Regions from separate parts of the Mus musculus genome. Here all the other regions are linked to region 4. A link is a contact called in public HiCAR-type and promoter capture Hi-C data. All regions are on one chromosome and are shown on one strand. The core of a region is the stretch at or near the end of the contact, and the rest is flanking DNA. Distances in the headings are between cores, read along the strand shown. Region 1 holds the start of Slc11a1 (solute carrier family 11 (proton-coupled divalent metal ion transporters), member 1). Region 2 holds the start of Usp37 (ubiquitin specific peptidase 37). Region 3 holds the start of Spag16 (sperm associated antigen 16). Region 4 holds the start of Xrcc5 (X-ray repair complementing defective repair in Chinese hamster cells 5).

What was found. Promoter capture Hi-C pulls out the DNA fragments that hold promoters and counts their contacts. HiCAR-type assays count read pairs that join an accessible place to other places.
Region 1: a HiCAR-type map of astrocytes shows a contact between it and region 4, with 5 times the contacts expected there. The contact joins the promoter of Slc11a1 here to the promoter of Xrcc5 in region 4. A contact is called at or near these places in 1 of 39 promoter capture datasets (pre-B cells) and 1 of 115 datasets of contacts at active chromatin or transcription factors (astrocytes).
Region 2: a promoter capture Hi-C map of pre-B cells shows a contact between it and region 4, with 6 times the contacts expected there. The contact joins the promoter of Usp37 here to the promoter of Xrcc5 in region 4. A contact is called at or near these places in 2 of 39 promoter capture datasets (hippocampal neurons and pre-B cells) and 1 of 115 datasets of contacts at active chromatin or transcription factors (embryonic stem cells).
Region 3: a HiCAR-type map of astrocytes shows a contact between it and region 4, with 5 times the contacts expected there. The contact joins the promoter of Spag16 here to the promoter of Xrcc5 in region 4.

Annotation. Positions count from the first base shown.
Region 1 is chr1:74,373,866-74,377,488 of GRCm38.p6, forward strand. It overlaps Slc11a1 (solute carrier family 11 (proton-coupled divalent metal ion transporters), member 1), which reads left to right and starts at 1,338. Exons shown (of 15, transcript NM_013612.2): 1 at 1,338-1,456; 2 at 1,853-1,986; 3 at 2,928-3,050; 4 at 3,292-3,411. The coding sequence starts at 1,450.
Region 2 is chr1:74,504,413-74,507,745 of GRCm38.p6, forward strand. Usp37 (ubiquitin specific peptidase 37) reads right to left here and starts at 1,409. Exons shown (of 24, transcript NM_001310662.1): 1 at 1,248-1,409. It overlaps Cnot9 (CCR4-NOT transcription complex, subunit 9), which reads left to right and starts at 1,648. Exons shown (of 8, transcript NM_021383.5): 1 at 1,648-2,049. The coding sequence starts at 2,026.
Region 3 is chr1:69,825,312-69,828,677 of GRCm38.p6, forward strand. Spag16 (sperm associated antigen 16) reads left to right here and starts at 1,659. Exons shown (of 17, transcript NM_029160.3): 1 at 1,659-1,810. The coding sequence starts at 1,693.
Region 4 is chr1:72,305,869-72,309,182 of GRCm38.p6, forward strand. Xrcc5 (X-ray repair complementing defective repair in Chinese hamster cells 5) reads left to right here and starts at 1,553. Exons shown (of 21, transcript NM_009533.2): 1 at 1,553-1,699. The coding sequence starts at 1,679.

The DNA of each region.
Region 1 (3,623 bases), core at 88-2,587, 2.1 Mb after region 4:
TATATATAAAATAAATCTTTAAAAATAAGTTTGTTTAAATGGAACAACAAGCTGGAGAGATGGCTCAGTGCATCCGAGCATTTGCTTTGCAAGGATGAGGAACAGAGGTCTAATCCTTAGCACCGTATATAAACAGGCACCACACACTCACATGCATAGAGCACATGGACCCACACACCCATCATCCCCAGGACTCACAGTGCTCATGCACGCGCACGCACACAGCACACACACACACACACACACACACACACACACACACACACACACACACACGGCAGGTATGACATGTATCTATAATCTCTGCATTCAGGTGCAGAGTCAGGAGGACTGAGAGTCTGAGCCAGCCTGGGCTACATAAAGCCTGTCTTGAAAAATCAAGAGCTGAAACTACAGGTCAATGGTAGAGCACTTGCCTGGTATGTGCAAGGCTCACCCGGAACACACAATTCTCCTGCCGTAGACTCTGGCTACCAATTTGAAATAATACATAAGCTTTTAAAAGTGACTTAAAAAAAAACAACAACAAAACAAACCTGAGCACACATCATTCGCCCACTAAACGACGTCCTTACGACTGGTTTTACTTTGCAGGGTTTCACTAAGTTGTTTAGACTTAAACTCAGCCTGCAGCCCAGGCAGATGATGAACTTCTCATTCACTATGATTTCCTGAAGATTTCTCTGTCCGTCATATGTATCCACTTACCTGTTGATGGACAGCTCAGATAATTCCAGCTTCTGATTATTGCAAAAAACATTGCTGTAAACATCATGTGGAGGTTTTTGTTTGGACATATGTTTAATTTCTCTGGGGTAAATACCCAGGAGTTCGTGCTTTGATATGCACACCACATTCACCCATGCTATCTGAGTGAGACCCTCACAGGTCCACAGGCAGAAGGAATTTTCACCTCCCTCCCATCTTCCCATTAGGTCAACAATGCCCCTTGAACTCCAGACTGAGATGAAAGACCTGACAGGTCTGTGTATGTGTGTGTGTGTGTGTGTGTGTGTGTGTGTGTGTGTGTGTGTGTGTGTGTGTGCGTGTGTAGCTGCCATGAGATATTAAACATTAATACCCAAATGGCAGGAAGGACCAGAAATCGGAGGTAATTTTGGAAGCAAAGAATCTGGAGTGTCTGGAATGGGGCCAGACTTATTATGGAACATAGGGTATCCAGGAGAGGAACGAAGGTCAAAACTGTGGGTTACCACCCCCTTCCGCCACAACTGGTCACTTCTGCCTTTGGTGAGTGTTTCGAAACGCCAAGTGTGTGAAATTGTGAGCATGCCCTCAGTGATGTGGAGATGAGGTCTGGAGGGGATGGGAAGGGCGTGGGTTCCCACTCTTACTCACTCGGACCAGCACCCACAGAAGGGGACAGATTGAGGAGCTAGTTGCCAGGCCTGGTGACCACACACAGAGTATCCTGCCGCCTGCGTCCTCATGATTAGTGAGTGGTGGCCTCCAGGGACCTAATGGGATTCCAGTGGGGGTGACTTGAGGGGGCAAGGAAGATTTAGGGTCTCTGTGGGGGCTCAGCTCTGCCAGAGGCACTTCAGTCAGGCACTTCTGTGGATTAAACCTGGTGGAGGAGACAGAGCATGGGGGTCAAGCAGCTGAGCGAGGGGCCTCCTGTCTCACAAATCTCCTGACTCAGGGGATTTGGATTGGAGAAGTTCTGTGCTCACTGGGAGGGAAGTGATTCTTGGAAACCTCTGCTTGGCACATAGGTGGACCTGCCAGTTGCGGGGAGCGGAGGTCGAGGTCGTGGGAGGAGGCAGGTGGCTTGAATCCCAGGCTCTTGAAAGAAGCACACACCCACCTAGCATCCTGGGGTCCCTGACAGGTGACAAGAGCCCCCCGAGGCTGAGCAGGCCCAGTTATGGCTCCATTTCCAGCCTGCCTGGCCCAGCACCTCAGCCAGCGCCTTGCCGGGAGACCTACCTGAGTGAGAAGATCCCCATTCCCAGCGCAGACCAGGTAGGGATGGTAGGAATGTCCTCAGTGCTTCCCAGGTCCTACCGGATCCTCCACGACCTTAAAGGCTGGGGAGGGGGGCACCATCTGTGACCTTGACAGTGATTAAAGGAGGTGCTCTGTACTTATTTGGGAAAAACAAATCAAATGGTTCTCAAGAAGACCTTAGCTTTTCCACAGGGGTAAAGAGCCTAGATACTATGTTGATGCTAAAAGAAGCGATCACTTAGGGACTTGTGCAGGGATAAAGGCGAGCATCAGCCTGGTTCTGGCATGCTGCCATCCAGCTTTGCCACAATGTTTCTTTTTATAATGTATCACATTTATTTATTTAGTTACTTCTGTTTATTTGCCCGTATTTGCGAGTGCATGTGTAGCTGTGTCCATTATAGAGCATGCGCGTGGAGGTCAGAGGACAACTTGTGAGAGTCAGCTCACTTCTACTACGTGGGTTCCAAGTTTGGTGGCCTTAGCCTCTGAGCCCCTTCTCGGTCCCCATTGCCACACTCTAAGCAGATTCCTAGGCTGTCGGGCCAAACCCTGAAATAGAGTTGAGTGACTGAGACCTCAGTGGTCCCCAGAGAGAAGAGCCTGAAGTATGAGAAGGGTCTGGGGAGGGAAGAGCTGTAACAGGGAGGTTTAATTACAACAAGGTCCCCCTCTTGGGACTCTGAGAAGCCTGAAAGAGGCAGACAGGTCATGTGCTGGCCAGCTGCAGAGGCTGCTGCTGAACAGGACCAACCCAGAAAGCAGAGCCATAGTGACTCAGCAAATGGCCCTGGTCCCTCGGGGGACGGGCAGCGGTGGCATTGGGTGGGTGATGGAGGACAGGGCTGGCCAGCCTGACTGAAGAAGATACCTGCTGAGTTTTTAGCTGAGGGGATGGTCAAGGCCAGCTGCATCCATCCAGGAGCTAACATGACCCGATCTGCTTGCACCCCCAGGGTACATTCAGCCTGAGGAAGCTGTGGGCGTTCACGGGGCCTGGTTTCCTCATGAGCATCGCTTTCCTTGACCCGGGAAACATTGAGTCCGACCTTCAAGCTGGCGCTGTGGCTGGGTTCAAAGTACTGAGTCTGGGCCGCCATGCTTGCTTTGTGGGGAGCACGTGCCTTAGCTAGGACAGGGGAGACCCCAGTTTTCCAGAGCCGGCTGCATGGGTGGTTTTTCTGAGGATAAGCTCCTATCGGGGAGGAAAAGGACCTTGGAGAAACCCCTGGAGAAAGGATGCTGTAGGGTGTTAGTCTTCCCGCCCAATCCCCATCAGAGAGGCTGCTCTGGCTGAGCATCTCCTCTGTTTCCTCACAGCTCCTCTGGGTGCTGCTCTGGGCGACTGTGCTAGGTTTGCTGTGCCAGCGGCTGGCTGCCCGGCTGGGCGTGGTGACAGGCAAGGACTTGGGTGAAGTCTGCCATCTCTACTACCCCAAGGTGAGCTGGGAACCGGCAGAGGGGGTCATGGACAGAAAGAACCCACAGCTCTCAAACCCTGAGCAGTTGTTGATAGCTTCCATAATAAAATAAATACAGCAGGAGCTCCCAGGCTCAATTCATAGCACACGGACAAAGCCCCATATCCTAGGGCTAAGCACTGCTCCCTCAAGACCACCCAGACCACACCATGGTATATTTCAAAGAGATTT
Region 2 (3,333 bases), core at 159-2,658, 2.2 Mb after region 4:
AAGGTCAGAAATAAATGCAAAACATATATTAGAAGTAAAACAGAACTTGGAAAGGATATGAACACATAGGATGAAGAAATCAAGACTGCTTCTCAAGCTTCTACCCAGTGTCACTGAACAAATGGCTATGTGTCATCAAAATGGACATGCATGCCGCTTGTGGTGTAGTGGACACTGGAAAGGAGAGAATTTGGGTACAAGAGACAGATTGACTCCAGTTTTTAAAGGTATCATATTTGAAATTCCTAAGGGGAGAAAAAATCAAGCTGAGATGTTAAGCAGACAGTTGGCTATTTGAATATGGAGCTGAAAATAAGAAAATCTCAAGTTATCAACATATAGCAGAATTTAAAGCTTAGAGAGAAATGGAAGTACAACAGGGGAGAACCCCAGTCCAAAACCAAATCATTTACCCTGACAAAATTTCTTACCAACTGATTACATCTGTCCTTGGGTCTTCAGTCCCTCCTTTTCCTTTTGCCAGTATGCAACACTATTCTTTTGAATATTCACCCAAATATTAACATGACAAATGACAAACATCATACAAACACACTAGAGCCTATCTGTCTGGCCCAGAAGCCTCCTCTAATACTTAACACAATAAACCAAAATGCCCCCTTAACATTCCCTCTTAGATTAGTTCTTTCAACTATAGACTCATCAGGTACTGTTAACTCGCCAAAGGAATATCTGAAAAACACTACAGTACAACTCTCCAACGACACGGAACTTTATTACCTTTTTATTTTTCTCCAGATTTTGATTTAAAATTGGTTCAATAGACACCGTCAGTGTCCTGGCTAGATATGGGTAGCAACCAAAGGCACGACAAAAATTACACTCCCTTTCAGCGAGTAATGTCTAAGAGGAGTAGGAAAGTAAAGAATGGTCAAGCGGGCGTGTGAATATCGCAGTCAAGGTTTTAATGGATATGTGGCAACAAAGTCACCTGTAAAGACAGCAGGCCTTGCAGGGAGGTACGCTGAGACCACCTGAACCTTGGTGAAGAGAGGCCAGATTTAGAATGCAGAAAGCAAGTGACAACACGGACGCGTTAAAGGAGAAGTAAAGGGGGCAACACTCGAACGGGGCACCTGTAAGGCATTGGGTATCCAAGGACCCGGGGCGGGCTAAGCAGCAGCCGGGAGAACTCTGAAGTGGACGCCGAGTGGGCGGACCGCAGGGGTGGGGTGGGGGTGCCGGGGAAAACGGCTCAATTCAGAAGCTGTCCCGGCTCGTCTTACCTGCGCTAGAGGGTCCCAGCTCCGGACAAGCTTGCCGGAAGCACAAAGTTCCCGCGGAGGGGGTGGAGCCGAAAGGCTCGGAAGGAAGGGGCTCTACTAGCCCCAGAGAGCGAGGCCGGTCTCTCTCCTAGCACACCTAAACCCGCTGATGGCGGGAACTATGACTACACGCAAACACGTACGGACGCACGCACTCTCGACGCAACCAGTCCAGGCGCGTGCGCGTAAGCGCGCAAGTCCCGCCCCTCAAGCATTCGCTCTGCCCCTCACCATGCCCAGCCCCTAACCCGGGCGGCCCCGCCCCCGCCGTGACGACACTGTAATACACATGCGCACCGTCCACTTTACCAACTTTGGCCCTCCTACCATTTTCCTCACGCGCAACCGCTTGAGCATGCGCAATTCGTGTCCTTCCAAGCCTGCTGGCCTTTTCCCGCCCTTGTCTGGCCTTCGGGAGAAAGTCAGAGTTCACGTCTCTCAAAGGATTTACCTGCGATGCTGTGGGGATACGAGGGCCAGTAGTTTGCAGACGTCATTTTGATCCCGAATCTGAAGGTTCAAAGAACATACTTTGAGATTATTTGCTAGGCCGAGGTCCGGGAGGCGGGAAAGGGCTGGGTGGGCGGAGGGTCAGAGGTGAGAGGTCAAAGGCCCGCGAAGGGGGCGGAGCGAGGCGGAGGCGGATGGCGGCACTTCATCTTGGGCATCAGAGCCGCTGAAGCTGGGACGCGGGTCCGGTGCGTCCGGCGGGAGGAGGAGTGCGGCGGCCGCTCCAAACATGCACAGCCTGGCAACGGCAGCGGTGAGTGGTTGCTCCCGCTCGGATGTCCGTCTCAGCCTGTTTTCTAGCTCCCAGATCCGGGCCCTGAGTCCAGCTGCTCCTGCCCCTAGTCGCAAGGTCTGGGGGTCTCCACACGCCGACCGTGGCGGAGCCGGACCCCCGCTGTTCCCTCTCATCCCCTCCCGCCCCCTCTCCTGGCCTGGCGCGCGGCCTCTCGCGTTGTTTGCCAGCGCCAAGGCCTGGTCCCGCGCCCCGCGCTGCCCCAGCAGGCCATTCATTGATTCCTTTGCGCCTGGCGTCAGTTTATCTGGACGCGGGTTGTGAATGCTGGGCGTCGGCGGGGATGAGGATACTGCCACGGCCATTCGCTCTGGTCCCGTGATCCTAGACTTCCTCGCCTAGGCACATCTCAGTGGTTCGGAAATGGGCTTCTAGCTCAAGCCACTTGCTTTTTGCATGAGGAAAGACTTCCTCACGCCTCGCGTTTTATCTTTTAACAAGAAAAGCAAATCATGTATTATACCTCCCTAGAGTCGTACTATGGCTTTCGGTTAAATTTAGAGAAAGTAGACTCCTTCCCTGGCCTACAAGCCCTGTATGATGTGGTCCTTAGTCACGTTTATGGGCTTGGTTTTTGTCACTTGCTCCCTAAGCTCCGACCAAGAAGTATATGAACTTTTCTGTTACATATTCTCTACCTGGAATGTCTTTCTTAGGACTCTGCCTCCATACATACACACAAGTTTACCTCAGAGTGACTTTTTCCGACCATATTCATAGTAGCTTGTAACCCCAACATTTTCTCATATAGAGCACCGATCCCACGGTTTAATTACTAGACTTTTATATTTTATTTTACTTTTACTTGTGGGTTGTCTGTACTCTGTAAGTCAGGGGCAAGTATTTGGTGAGGCCTGTTCACTTGTTTTCCCCACCACTGGGACAGTTCCTACTACAGTAAGGTAAGCACTCAAATAATGCTGACTGAATGGCTACACTCACAACCATACTGGAAGCAGCATAGTTTAAAGACACTTCCAAAGGCCAGTTTCACTTTGTTTCACCAAGGGGAAATGCTATCAGGAAAATAATGTATTTAGATTACATTATGAGACAACGTAACATAATGACTAAATAAAATATGAAAAACTACCTTAACTTCAAGTATAAAAAGAAATATTTAGGACAGCCGTGCTTGGGATTTCTGTGAATTTTGAGGCCAGCCTGGTCTATATGGAAAGTTCAGGCCACCATGATAGCATAGTGATATCCTGACCAAAAAGAAAAGAAAAACATCCTCCAGAG
Region 3 (3,366 bases), core at 409-2,908, 2.5 Mb before region 4:
CCGAAAGCCGTAGTTCAAGGAGCCTAACTTTAAGTAAGACAATTAGTAAGCACTAGAATATAAACCTGTTTGTAGAAGATGATACATTACATTCAAAGACAACAGGCTTTGTAGCCGACAGAATAAACATTAGAAGCTCCAAGGGATGGTCCTCCATGTGTCTCTTGTTTCTGCCTGTCCTTTGAGGCATCAGCAGTGCCTGACCATTCCGCACCCAGGCCACTTTTCAGGGTTCAGTTTACAGTCAACCATTTGAAAGATGAAGCCAGATGTAAGCCAATGGATCCCCCATTTTCAGAATTCCTCTTCTGTATTTTTGCTTCTTTGCATTGAATGGGCACTCAGAACGTTTGCTGTGAGCAAACTCTTGAACTCTTCAGATACCATTGTGACCTTTATTCTAAGACGCAAAACCAAGTGTAATGGAAGCAGCTCATATTCCTTATCTCTGTATGCTCTGAATAGGTGGCTAATGCTCTGGTGATTTATAGCTAATAACAACACTTGAGGCAGGTGACATTATCCTCGGGCCTAGGTGTGGCTGTAGACAGGAAGTAATGCAAACGGATTCCAACCTTCAGGTTCTTAGTCACCCCTCTAGAAGTTACCAGTATTTTTTTTTTAATTAAATAAACGTGAGCTTTTATTTAATTATCAACCAGAGTTCATTAAGGAATGTAGAATTAAAAAAGAAAAAGAATCTGAAAGATGGTCTTAATGATGCCTATGTATATACACTATATAAACCAGAAGTTTCTATCACAGCAATGAGACACATGATTGGACAAATTAGTCAGTTCTCTCCTGCCCCCTCCTTCTTGTCCTCCTCGCTATTCCTTCTCTTTCCCCTTTCCATCTCCTCCCTGCCCTTCTTCCCTGCTCCCTTCCCTCTGAGGTAGCTCATTAGTTCTTAACTACATGCCCTATCCCAAATATCACCTATTAGACTTTATGTTAGGGTCATAGGTAGCTCATAATTTTTTATGGATGTGAGTTTACCTCAGCAAAAATCAATGGTATAATTTGATACGACTGGGACTATTCCAAGTCCGTGTGTAGGAAGCCGCGGTCCAAACAGATGTCCACATAAAAGAATTAAAAGATTGCTAGAAAGGATGTAATAAAGGTGAGCACCCCTACTTTTCATTGCTAGGGGTTTAAGGAGCTCCTCAAAAATGGTTCCTAGAACTTTCCCCACTTCTTCTAGAAATACAGAGACAAGTATCCCACCTTTTCTTAAGTCTTCCCTTCCCCAGAAATATTTGAGGTTCTCTACACATCTAAAAATTGAGGACCGACTTTGGCATGTGATAAACAAAGAGTAAAGGAAAGCAATGAAGAAAAAGGAAGCCGAAAAGAATGGCGTTAAAGCAGGCAAGCAAGCAAGCAAGCAAGCAAGCAAGCAAGCAAGCAAGCAAGCAAGCAAGCAAGCAAACAAAATGAAAACAAAAACACCCAAACAAGTAGCTTGTGTAAATGTAATATGAGTCCCTGGTTCTGGGCTTCAGGTCTGCAGTCCAAGCTTCCTGGGGCGTCTGGGGTAACTAGGCAACGCGTTGCCGTAGTAACTGCGGACGCGCAGAGGGCTTGACCGGGGCCTTTTGGTGCCCCGCTGGTCGGGGTGAGGGGTCCCGGGTTCTCGCGAGAGTCGCGACGCCAGTCGGAGGGGCACCGAGGGGCGCAGTTGCAAGCATGGCTGCTCCGTCTGGGGTCCCGCCGCTGCGGGTGCTGGAGGAGCTGGGCATTGGCTTGTCACCCACCGGCGAGGTGACAGAGGCGGTGACCTCCGAGGGCGCCTACTACCTGGAGCGTATCCTTCTGGTGGCCTCCCGGGCGGGCTGGTGACTGACGGGGCCTGCGTAGGGGCTTCCTGTCGGGGCGTCTGTGGACGCCATTGATGGAGTGTCCATGGGACCTCCAGGTGGAGTCCTTGCCAGCCCAGCTCTGTCCCAGCAGAAGCCATTTTAGGAGTGTAGGCTCATCTGTGGTTACAGTCATGAGCAGAGTAGGGAAGCCTTCCAGGACCTTGTAATTTACACCCTGACTTGTAGGATGGAGGCAATTGGCATGAAGGTGGCACAAAAACTCTTCCAACTCTCTGATGAATGGTACACACACACACACACACACACACACACACACACCCTCAGCATACCTTCTTAATAACTTCCATCAGATACTGACATATTAAGGGAGATCTGTATGTACCTTTGGGCACCCTGTGGTCTTGTACCAGGTCTCTCCATAGGGTTGCCTACCTTCCTCTGTAGTTTCTTTCGGTTTTGGCTGTTAAGTGGTAGCACTGTAATACCCTGCCGCCCCCCCCACATTGGGCTAATAAATGTGTGTGGAATGAGCAGGCAAATGCTTGGAAAAAAGCAACAGATCATGATGAGCAGTTATGAATGTAGGTACCAGAAAAAAAAAACGAATAATTTTATATGTATAATTAGGTTCATTAACTCTTTTGTAAGTCTTTAGCCTTCTCTTCTCTAGATAGGAAATTCTGGATTAATGCTCAGTGTTTGAAAATAAGAGCCACATACATACAATAGATAAATGAAAAATGGCTATCTATAAAGATGTTAAAGACAGTAAAAAAATCTATTACTATTATTATTGGAATAGTTATAGTATGGGTTTTTGTTGTTTGTTTGTTTTGTTTGGATTGGTTTTGTTTTTGTTTTGTTGTGTTTTGTTTTGTTTTGTTTTGAGACAGGGTTTCTCTGTGTAGCCCTAGCTGTCCTGAAACTTACTTTGTAGACCAGGCTGGCCTCGAACTCAGAAATCCGCCTGCCTCTGCTTCTGCTGGGATTAAAGGCATGCGCCACCATGGCCGGTTTAGTATCTTGTTTTTAAATTCAAGATCTCATAGATCCAGCAGTGATTCATTTTGGGAGCTTTAACAGGCTCAGTTAAGCAGAAAATATGTAGTATTATATTGGATAAAAATTATTTTTATAGGAGTTAAGTCTTGAAATCAATTTGAAAAAATGTGGGCTGCCTTAGTGTCATAAATGAATCTTTATAATCTGTTTCAGAATGTTCACTTTAAAGTTTAAAAAAATCATGTTATTATGTCTAATTTAATCTGTACCAAATATGAGGGTTTCCAGTGTTCTTCCTAGTGAATTCCAGCAAAACATTTGTAAATTTTTTGTCATGGAAATGATTTCTCTGGGCATAGTTTAGTTATTAATATAAGACCAATTGATAACATTTTGAAGATGTATTTTTAAAGTAAACATAGGATTCTTACACAATAAAACTTTAAACAAAAAATCAGATTTGTGGAAATTTCTAGAAGAGCACTGAATTAAAACTGCAACTTATTTCAGTTTTCACACCCATTTTTAAAAATTTAAC
Region 4 (3,314 bases), core at 303-2,802:
AAGATGAACCATAGTAAAACTATAACTAGAAATAACGTTTCAGTTTCAAAAAATTCTCTAGTCTGAATAAAAGCATGGAAGAGTCCTCTGGGTGCGAAGTGTCTGTCTAGACACCACTGTGTTTATTTTAAAATTTTTATTTGTTTATTTTCTGTGTATGAGTGTTTTGCCCGTATGTAGGTTTGTGTATCACATGGGTGCCTGGTGTCCTCAGAACCCAGAAGAGGGTATGGGATCCTCTGGAACAGGAGTTACTGATGGCCGTGAGCTGTAATATGTGAACTGAACCCCAGTCCTGTTCAAGAGCAGCGAATGTATTTAACTGTTGAGCCATCTCTCGAACCCTATCAGCTTCGATTTTTAAACCTTCATTCCCTGAAGGCTTCTTCAAAAATTCTCCAAATCATATCAATTTTAGTGCCTGTTTTCTTGGGACCATTTTCAACAAAAGAGAATCTGATTGAACGTTTCCCACATTGAACAGAGGTTTGCAGACATTTTCCAGGTCTCTGGACCTTTTGTCCAACCACCTGCAGCTTGTGAGTCATTTTTGTATAGAAAACAGGCAGTTTCTGTGCAAGGGTTATCAGAAGGGAAGAACTGCAGGGCAATTTCCTTGCAAATGAGTGGTGAACACTCACGGGAATTGACAGCCTCCATCTCTAGAAAAGGGCATCTTTCCCAGCCACAGACACGCCAGGGTAGTAGGAAATTCTTCCCAGAGGCTAAGGTGTTTTAACCACTTTGTCTGTAGAGTTGAATGCCTTTCCTACTTTTTCTTCCTTTTTAAAGATTTATTTATTTATTTAATATATGTGAGTACACTGTAGCTGTCTTCAGACACACCAGAAGAGGGCATCAGATCCCATTACAGATGGTTGTGAGCCATCTTTTTCTTTTAACTCGGTGAACTCTCACTCTTCTCTTTGGACGTTGATCTAAGGTCATCGTGTTCATGGTTTTTTTTTTTTTAGTATCATATTTAGAAGGCCTTTAGAGGAGTTAAGTGACTTCGTGGATTCATCTTACACAGGGGACTTTTAACTCCAGAGTGCCAATACAAATTGCTAGCGAAAGGGATTATTATCAATTGAGTAATAGCAATTATTATTTTTTTTTTAGTTTTAAAAATCATGTATGCACGCGGCTGCATGTGGGTATGTGCATTGAGTGGAGGCCAGAAGAGGGCGTCAGATCCGCGGAAGGCTGATGTAGGTGCTGGGCTTTGAAATACCCTTGCGAAAACAGTACACATTCCTAACCTGGGACCCTTTCCCTTTAACCCCCTATTTACTTTTTTACTATTAAACTTGTTATTTTAAATTTATTTATTTACTTATTGTGATGTGTGGGACACGTGGAGATCAGAGGGCAACTTGTGGAATTGGTTCTTTTTCTCCACAATATGGGTGCCTGGAGCTTGAATGGGCTCGTCAGGCTTGATGACAAATGTCTTAGACGGCAGAGCCATTTCTCCAGCCCAGTACTGACTGGCTTTTAGCGGCTCAGAGAACAAAGCCTTGCCTAAGGAGGCAGGGAGAGAATTCTGCGCATGCTCAGAGCCCATGGCTTCCCCGCCTTGCACGCGGGACGTCTGGATCTGTGGGTTGCCCGGAACTGAGTTGCGACACTCTAGGTTTCCGCCCGGAAAAAGTAATCAAATCACCTGAGGACCAGCATGGCGTGGTCCGGTAATAAGGTACCGAGAGCAGGGCCTTTTGCCTTTCCTAAGCCGGGGATCTCTAGAGGGTGGAAGCTGTGGGAATCGCAGCTGAGTCAGCACTGAAGGATGGATGCTCAAAACGAAAGACTTGGGGTTCGGAGTTCTGCATTTGAGTCTTGTGCACCTTCACGCTTCCGAAATCCTCCCTCCTGCTTCTCCAGCCTCTCACCCTTCCCTCCTCCCTCGTTGCTTCAGTTTACTTTCTATCCACGCCACCTGCTAACACAGACGTCCTTTATTGCTTCCGAACCTGGGTTCTAAAAATCTTTGTAAGTTATCGAGGATAGATCCCCTACATGCCAGGCTCGTAAAACTTCAGAGGGGTTTTGTGATTCTGTGAATGAAATAACTCAAGGTGTAATATTACGTAATATTATGACCTTCATAATAATTTAAAAATCTCGAATTTATTGAAAGCTTACTGTGTGAGGCACAACTAAGCCCTTTATTCCTATTTAATTAAATCTTCACACCAAACCGTGAGACGACCATTATTACCCTTAGCTTGTCAGTAGGAGAACCAAGCAAGACATGAAGAACTGAAGTGATTAGAACGTGGTCACCCTTTCCATGAGTGGTAACATGTGAATGGGAATTCATTCGGAGCTCTGAAAGAAAAGCAAAACAGAATGCTCAATTTCTAAGAATCTATGATCTTAGAATCCTAGATTAATAATGGAAATTACTGTAAACTTTAGAGAGGTTGTTTTTGATCACTAGAGAGAGATGCAATGGCAAGGATCCATTCATTCGTTTAATACAAACAAGATAGGGGTTCAATAACGGAGCTCTGTTTTCCTCCACCCCCATTTGGGAATTTGATGAAATTATGAACCCATAATGATGTTGCTCGCTTCCTTTGTTCCTCTGCCTTCAGTTGCTGAGAACTTTGTAGCTCCCGTGAAGGACTTACTGTGGCAGATGTACTTGATAAAATTCTAGCAGGTTGTATTGCTTCAGTGTGGTAATGAAGAGCTGCAGTACCCTCCCAGTTTGTCTTCCCTGGTTTTCTTACTGCTTCCAAAGACTTTAAATTATCATAAACCATTCTTCCAGACCAGAATTTACACTGTCAAACTCTTTGATGCCTTACTCTGAATCTCTAATTCTTGACAAAAGACTCCCAGTCTTTTAGTGTTTGCTACTTTAAAAGTAGATTTGTGGCCGCCTATTAAAGGAACACAGCCAGCATATTTTGTGATGCCTACATTTAAAAAAAAAAAAGATTTTTATGCTGAAGGAATCACTGTGGGATGTAATTTGAATTCCTCTCAAAGGTATTCTGTAGTTTATTAATGTTCATCCCAAGATAGGTTGTTGTTGTTTCTGAAACCTGTTAAATTTCAGAGTGTCATGTGATTCCATTCTTTATGAACTAAGGGAAACTAGTATTTCCTTTGAGTGTTGCAAAAACGTCAAAATTGGGGGCTCATCCCCCACTATAGGAGCTGGTCCAAGTTTTCCAAACACCTCTAGAGTCAGATGATGACCGTCTTAACTGGTCACTTTTCAGTCTTTGTCGCCTAAGATGATGCCCAGAACAGCTCACATTCTGTCTGGTCAGCACAAAAGCACGGATGAGACTGGTAGG